Regions from separate parts of the Sus scrofa genome. Here region 2 is linked to region 1. The links are chromatin contacts, called in public HiChIP or PLAC-seq maps. All regions are on one chromosome and are shown on one strand. Each heading gives the region's core, a stretch centred on a gene start, on an enhancer-like site or on the middle of the called end of the contact. The rest is flanking DNA. Distances are from core to core; before and after follow the strand shown.

Evidence for each region. HiChIP or PLAC-seq counts read pairs in DNA pulled down with a chosen protein or histone mark.
Region 2: an H3K27ac HiChIP or PLAC-seq map of alveolar macrophages shows a contact between it and region 1. The contact joins the promoter of DUSP16 here to the enhancer-like site in region 1. A contact is called at or near these places in 2 of 5 promoter capture datasets (fetal liver and liver), 3 of 47 Hi-C or Micro-C datasets (embryonic fibroblasts, heart right ventricle and skeletal muscle) and 2 of 2 datasets of contacts at active chromatin or transcription factors (alveolar macrophages and skeletal muscle).

Annotation. Positions count from the first base shown.
Region 1 is chr5:59,794,177-59,798,050 of Sscrofa11.1, reverse strand. No RefSeq gene overlaps it. Among named protein-coding and RNA genes, the nearest start is that of CREBL2, 35 kb to the left of the region's middle. Within about 2 kb of position 1,905, at least 6 of the 83 cell types and tissues checked have an H3K27ac peak or open chromatin away from gene starts, as enhancers often do. A contact at or near this core is called in alveolar macrophages, where this site is marked.
Region 2 is chr5:59,868,501-59,872,427 of Sscrofa11.1, reverse strand. It overlaps DUSP16 (dual specificity protein phosphatase 16), which reads right to left and starts at 2,526. Exons shown (of 7, transcript XM_021092338.1): 1 at 1,861-2,526.

The DNA.
Region 1 (3,874 bases), core at 656-3,155:
GGTTCAATTCCTACCACACCCGCTCAGTGGGTTAAGGATCCAGCATTGCTGTGAGCTGTGGTGTCGGTTGCAGACATGGCTTGGATCCCACGTTGCTGTGGCTGTGGTGTAGGCTGGCAGCTATAGCTCTGATTCGACCCCTCACCTGGAACTTCCATATGCTCCTAAAAAAGGAAAAAAAGGGGGGGGGGAGACTGTTCTTTGAAAGCTATGGCAGGAAAGCAGAATAGAGGATTCATTCAAAATTCCCTTAAAGTTTTCATCTCCCATATCCAGCTGTTGTGAGCCAACAGCTGGAACTGCTTTATTGACTGTCTGGCGACTTAAAAGCAGATGATGTTCTCAAGCTCCCAGCCCTGCAATCCTGAAACCAGATACACACACGCTTGTCACCAGCAATTCTGGGGGCCATTTTCCTGCAGAAGTAAAATCACACATTCTCCAAATCACAGGTGAATCCTAATTGTATAACTCAATTAGGGTTGATGGAGAGTTTTTAAGCAATACTTTTATTTATTTTTTTTTGGAAGGTCACCCCCCACCTGGCCTTTTTAGGGCCACACCTGCTGCATATGGAAATCCCAGGCTAGGGGTCGAATCAGAGCTGCAGCTGCCAGCCTATGTCACAGCCACAGCAACACAGGATTGGAGCTGCATCTGTGACCTACACCACAGCTCATGGCAACACCAGATCCTTAACCCACTGAGCGAGGCCAGGGATCAAACACCCACCCTCATGAATACTAGTTAGGTTCATTAACCACTGAACCACAACGGGAACTCCTAAAGCAATATTTTTAAAGAGGCTTATTCTAGTAAGTCAGACAGAAAAAGATAAATATGTGAAATTGTTTATATGAAGAACCTAAAAAAAAGAAACGAATGAAATTATTTACAAAACAGAAACAGGCTCACACAGAAAATAAATGCATGGTTACCAAATGGGAAAGGAGTGGGAGGGATAAATTAGGAGTTTGGGATTAACACATGCACACTACTATATATAAAGTAGTTAACCACGAAGGCCCTACTGTAGAGCACAGAGAACTGAACTCGATGTTCTACAATAACCTAGATGGGAAAAGAATCTGAAAAAGAATATATATCTGAAGCTCTTTGCTGTATATCTGAAACTAACACAACATTGTAACTCGACTATCCTTCAATTAAAATAATAATGATAATAGTAATAATAAGAGGCTTCTTCTGAGAATGAAGACAGAGCTTTTGAACATAAGTGTTCAGCTGAGCAAAAAGTTCAGAATGGCCCAGATTAAAGGGTCTCAAAAATTAGAGGGTCTGATGGAAATGAGATGGGCCAAAAATGAATTTAACCTAAAATAAACGTAACTGTCTGTTTACCAGAACACAGGAACCTTTAGGCAAAGTCTAAATTACACTGCTATGGAAAGTCCATGAATTCTCAGAGTCAAATAATAAATGGAGAAAAGAGAGGCCCTGGTAAGTGTGGATGGCACAACTGTGAGTTTGGTGACATGTTGGGGTTTTGGGAAAATCCTACCATTTGTAAAATGGGTTTAAAATAATATTTTGACTAGTGATTTCATGCCTCTAAAGGGTGTTTGTTATTTGGAATTTTTTCTGATGTTCAGATGCTTTATGTTTTGTTTTGGTTTTGGTCACACCCACAGCATGTGGAAGTTCCTGGGCCAAGGAACCATAGCAGTGACCCAAGCTGCTGCAATGACAATGCGGGATCCTTAACCCGCTGCACCGCAAGAGAACTCCAGATGATTGGTGTTCTGAACACACTGATTCCTTAGTCCATAGCTGCTTCTGGTGCTCAGCGATTTCCACTATCTTGTTGCTATGAGACAAGACCTCCTGGAAACCTCAGGTATGAACAGATGGACTCTGCCTGCTGGCCACAGTGCCACCACGCGGTCGCTCTGCGAACAGCTGGACGAAGTCTGTTTCCATGGCTCTCACGTCACAGCCCTCTAAGGCTGTCTCTGTTCCAGAGGAATCAGCAAGTTCACTGAACAGTGGGGAAAGGTTTATTCTCTTCAAATTCTTCTGAACACAGTGAGGATTTTTCTTTACCCTCCAATCAATGAATCATGCCGCAACCAGCAGAATGACAGAGTTAAAGAATGCTGGACTGGTTGGTAGAAGGCATTTTATGTGACCCCCTAATATGACCTCTTGGACTTAATTTCCTCTACCAAACAATGAGGGGTTTGCTTGGGTTAGGTCTCCCAGCATCTCGCCTCTTGCCCTTCTCAGTCTAATTCTTTGCTTCTTTTACACATGGTTCTTAGAGAAGAGCGTAACCTTGAGCTGGTCCTGGCCCAGCAACTCCAACACAACTTGCTTCTGTTGCTTCAAAGTGAGTCTGGCAGGTGGCAGCAAGACTGGGGAGGCAGACGGTGCGGGGAGGTGAAGCAAAGCCCTGTGTCCACCAGAAGAGGCAAATTGCCACCCTTATCTGGCAAATGACTGCTCCCCACAAGCTTGGGGGAGGACCCTGGGGGTAATGTAGTCCTTGCTGAGAGCTCTGGCCCAGGCATCAGCTCCAGGCATCTTGGGGAGACCTGTGATGGAAGGTCCATGGGGAAGTGCATCCAAAAGGATGTGCTGATGAGCTTTGAGCAACAGGCTGGTGGGATCAGCATTTTTCGCTGAAGATTAGAAAAGGGAAAATTCAAATGCCACCTCAAAGGCTGCATGCCTATGCCCTCCTCTGAAGATCTAGGGGCATCTAGAGCTAGGTAGGGTAGTTGCTCTCCTCTGAACCCTGCTCCCCACTGTTAGCTTGTTTTTCTTTTTTGGCCGCTTCCATGGCACATGGAAATTCCCAGGCCAGGGACTGAATCTGAGGCTTGCTGCAGCAACACTGGATCCTTAACTCACTGTGCCCAGCTGGGAATCAAACCAGTGTCCCCAAAGAGACAAGCCAGAGCATCAACCCACTGTGCCAACAGCAGGAACTCCCCATTACCTTTCTTGAACTCCTGTTTGGAGGCTACATGAATCCACATTAGGATGCACCTCACTGTGTGCCTAATAAGAAGATTGGAGTCGTTTTCTTATTCCCCTCCAGCAGCCTGCCTCCCTGGGACCTAACTCTGGTGCTCAGCAGGTAAGTGTGAGTTACAGTGAATTGTATTCTTGTATTGCTAAGACTTAAGCAAATCGTCACCAGTCTGTGCATTACATCAAGTTTCCTCCAAGTTCAAAATCAAGTAAGACAGCAGGAATCCTAAATATTAAACTAAACTAAAAAAAAAAAATGTGAATTATCAACATGCTGGGAAAATATAGTTGAATTATCATTGGTCATAAGACTTTAGCGCTCTCTCCTTTGTGCTTTGATTAACACTCTTAATTTGTCATTATGGGGGGGATTTCTTAAAAAACTAACCTCAATAAAAAGAGTTTGTATGAGGAGTTCCTATTGTGGCTCATCGGGTTAAGAACCTGACTAGTATCCATGAGGACACAGGTTTGATCCCTGGCCTCCCTCAGTGGGTTAAGGATCCGGCGTTGCCATGAGCTGTGTGTGGCACAGGCCACAGACAGACATGGCTCAGATCCTGTGTTGCTGTGGCTATGTTGTAGGCCAGCAGCTACAGCTCTGATTCAACCCCTAGCCTGGGAACTTCCATATACAACAGGTGTGGCCCTAAAAAGAAAAAAAAGAGTTTGTATGAGATTGTCTTGCTGAATTTCCACCCACTGGGGTAAACTCACAGATTGTTAGAATGAAGCTTAGTGGGAGATCCCTTCATGGCTCAGTAGAAACGAATCTGACTAGCATCCATGAGGACACAGGTTCCACCCCTGGACTAACTCAGTGGGTTGAGGATCTGGCATTGCCATGAGCTGTGGTGTAGGTCACATACACGGCTGG
Region 2 (3,927 bases), core at 1,277-3,776, 74 kb before region 1:
CAAAGAGATCCCAAATCCTCAATTTTACATGACTAGTTTACAGGTATTCAATTATTTTTACATCTGAATGCAGGTTTACAGTGCTTCAATCTACTTTTTTTTTTTTTCATGTTATTCACCATACCAGCAGAATTCAGAATAAACTCATTTTTACCTTTTTCCCCCATATAGAACTTTGATAAGTACATTTTACCTAAAACCAACTTTGGGGCTGATTTTTTTACATGAACATGTTAACTGCCCCCAATGTTTTTTTAACAACAAGATTTCACACAGTTATCAAACTCACTTAAATTCCAGAACTTTACTTATACAAAAAAAACAAAAACAAAAACAAAAAAAACTTTCACAGTGCCTAGTCACGTTTTGACTAAAATACCTAACTCCCAAGCTCTTAGTTTTTCAATTTACCTTTTCCAGGTTGCTACCTTCACCAAAACCAGAATTCCACAAGTCTCAATTAACTACAGCCTCCCAAGCTGTCTGTCCACCAAAATACAGGATTCTCAAGGAAAAGTAAATAATTCACAAGTGACTGATTCCATTGGTAAGAATTCGCTCCTTTTAAAAATTTACCTTAACTTCAAAAATCTTTGCTCTTGATGTGGTTCGGAATAGCATAAATCCTCTGAGGAAGCAGTTGTCACTTAACGTGCACTTAAAGATGAGTGGCTTAAAGATCTGACAGTCTAAGTTCCCCAAATACTAGTCATAAGGTCTCTCATGGATGGTAAATTTCACACACACAAACAGCCCGGAAAGAAAGCAAAGAAACATACCTGGTCATTTTCTAAACAGGTTTGATAGGTTTGGTTCCCTTGTAAGAGCAGAGTATTTACTTATAATCTTTTAAAGCAGAAGTGGCAGCCAGAACACTGGGTAAATAAAAACTTCAGAGAGTTTAAAACACCCTGCATCTTAACTCACTTCCCCTTGATGCAAGGGGACGGCACTGCAAACCCCCGGGCAAATGAGATTATGTAACAGGTTTTTCCTCTCCACTTTATTCATCACAGGCTGGATGGAGGTGTGCTTTCTCCAAACGATTCGAGGCACTGGGGATTTTATTTAGGATCTTTGCAGCGGACGGTTGAGAAACTTCTTCAGGATTTTGCCATATCCATTCATTTTAAGATCTCCTTATATTTTCTCAAGTTAATTCCCAGGTTGTTATTGTTGAAGTTTTAAAGGAAATAAGCCCGGCAGCACCTGAAATCTTCAGTCTTGCACAAATATTTTCCTCCCCGGTGTTTCATTACATGAAAAGTACACTCGATACACAGACCCTCGGTTGTCTCCCCGGGCTTTTTCCTTTCTCACGTTTTAGGGTTAGTGTAAATAAAGAAGTCACTGGCACACCGAGCCCCCAACACCCTGCCTGTGTAGGAGGGCGGGGGCAGCGCATGAAAAGCGAGTTGGTGGAAGAAAGCGGCCCCGTCACCACCCAGGTGGCCCCGCTGCTTACACCCAGGGCGAGTTGGGGATAATGGGAACCGTCAGGCCGGGGCCCCACTTGGCAGGCGTGTTGTGTAACAGTCGCGCCTGGAAGCGAGCGGCTTCGCCCGCGAAGGGACCGCGACCGCCGGCGGCTCCTGGCGGCGGGACCCGGCCGCTCGGCCCCAGTCCCCGCGCCGTCCCCCGCCCCCTCCCCGCGCGGCCCCCCTCGTCCCCCCCCCCAGCTTCCCACGCGCGCGCCGCTCCGGGCCGCGGTCGCCCCCACCCCGCCCGCCCGCCCGCCGACCCGGGCCCGGCCGCCGGGAGGGCAGAGCAGCCGGGGCGCGCGAAGGAGCGTCCATGCTGCCGGCGCGGCGGGCGCCCGGCCCCGCGCCCTCCCACCCCGCCGTCCGCGCGGCCACTTACTTGGGGAGCTACCGACCTCCCGGCTCTCTCGGGGGGAAATGAAAGTTGTCACGGCGTCTCCCCGCGGGGCCCCCTCGCCTCCCGGACCTGCGAGGCGCCGCGGCGGAGCCGGGAGGGCGGCTGCGCTCCTGCTCGCGTCCGTCCCGTCGCGCTCTCCTCCTCCTCTTCTTTTCACTATATTATCTTCTCCTGCTCGGAGGGGCGGGTGGGGGCGGGAGGCTTAGGAAGCGAGGAGAAGTTTGCAACTTTTCTTCACTCTTTCTCTCCCCCCCACCCCCGATCAGCCTTGAAAAAACACTGCTGAAAGGGGTGAGGAACCTGGGGAGGTGGGGGGGCGGCGGGGGCAGGGAGAGGTGATGATAGTCGTTTGAAAACTGATCAGAGCCCCCCAAACAGGGACACCCAGAAAGAGGGGGAAAGGCGGGGGGGGTGGGGTGGGGGTGGGGGAAAAGAGAAAGAGTCGCTGGTCAGGAAACTTCAAGCGCGGATGAGGTCATTGGTTTAAAAATAAAGAGATGGCGTCACTTGAAACCAATCCCAGTGAATGAACTCAGCGGAGCCCCGGGGAAAGGAGGAGACAGGCGAGGGCAGGGCGGTGGGCGCCGGGCGGGGCCGCGCGCCGCCCGCCCAAGTCCGGAGCGGGGCTCGGCGCCTGGTCGCGGCCGCTCGGGGAGGGGACGGGTCACGTTCCGTTCCGGGGCCCGGCGGCTCCGGGGCAGGTTCCGCGGGCGCCGCTGGGAGGAGCCGGGCGGCTGGGGGAGGCGGACCCGCGGCCTCCTCCTTCCGCGCCCGCGTGCCCGCCGCCCCCGGGGGCCCCGAACCCCGACCTCCCTGCCTGGTCTCGGCCGCGCGCCTTAGCGCCGCGCCCCAACAGGTATTTCAGGGTCGCATCCCCCACCCCCACGCCAGCGAGGAGCAGAACCTTTTCCTCCTGGTTGGGCTGTTTCCAGCTGCCTCCCCAGCGTGAAGAAACGCAAACAATGATTTGAGAGAATTACAATCGCTCTTTAAAAACCCAAAATGCAGGGCACCGCCGTCTCTTAGGAAAGAGAAGTAACAGGTACTTTAAGAAAAATCACATTCAGGTGGTCAGGCACTCAGCTGCCTCTCTGTGTCTGTCATTGAAAGCCCCCACCTGAATGCTCCTAATATTCATTATTTTACTTTGATTAAATTTACTCAACATTTCCTATTTACAAATGTAATGGGAATGAGCAGCCTAAAATGCTCTTTAGAGGTATGTTCTATATCGGGCAGCACAGAATCATCTTGAAATCAAAACAGAGGTTCACTGCCTCTTGAGAGGTGCAAGACCCCATTGATTTAACTTCACACACTTCGTGCATTTTTAAATTTGGACTAATTAAAATAGCTTTGTTTTGAAACTACATTACACACTTGGGGAAACTAGAGACCTGAGGTGGTGACAATCCAGGACTTGGAATCACTGACTAGGACAATCAGATCTTTATTCTAGTGTTCTTTGAGCATTTGAGCATGAAGCTGCTTCAACTGAGAAGTACTCACGTGGATATCACATAACAAAGATGTGATTAATGACGGAAAAGCACACTGCGAGTGAACTGCTCCAGGAGCCAGAATTTGTAGGCAGGAATAGTGTATCTCCTCAAGTGTTCCATTTGCAATGTACTCAATTTGGGACCTTGGTCCCGAAAGTCATCTTTGTTCGGAAATGTCTGTTTGGACACTTCCAGGGGCTTTTTGTTTGCTTGTTTAATTGGCAAAAGAACTGAAAAGCAGGTTTGGAGTGAGAAAGCTGAAACATCTCCATACTCCCTTTCTGCCTTTAAATCGTGCAGCTAAAGTGCATTTGCTATTATAATCATTTCAGGTTAGTATTAGGGTAAGCCTCTAGGAGCTTCCAGCCCATGTTTTAGAGGAGAAAAAGGAGTCCACCTGGAGATGGGAATGCGCTGAGCACATCAGGCAGTCACTGAAGCCTGAAGGCCATAGATTTGACCTCTTTTAAGACTTCTATGGAGGGGAAGCAATCGCTCCCTGCGCCCTGTCCTCTGGTGGCCACGGGCTGTTACTGCTTGTGCTCTT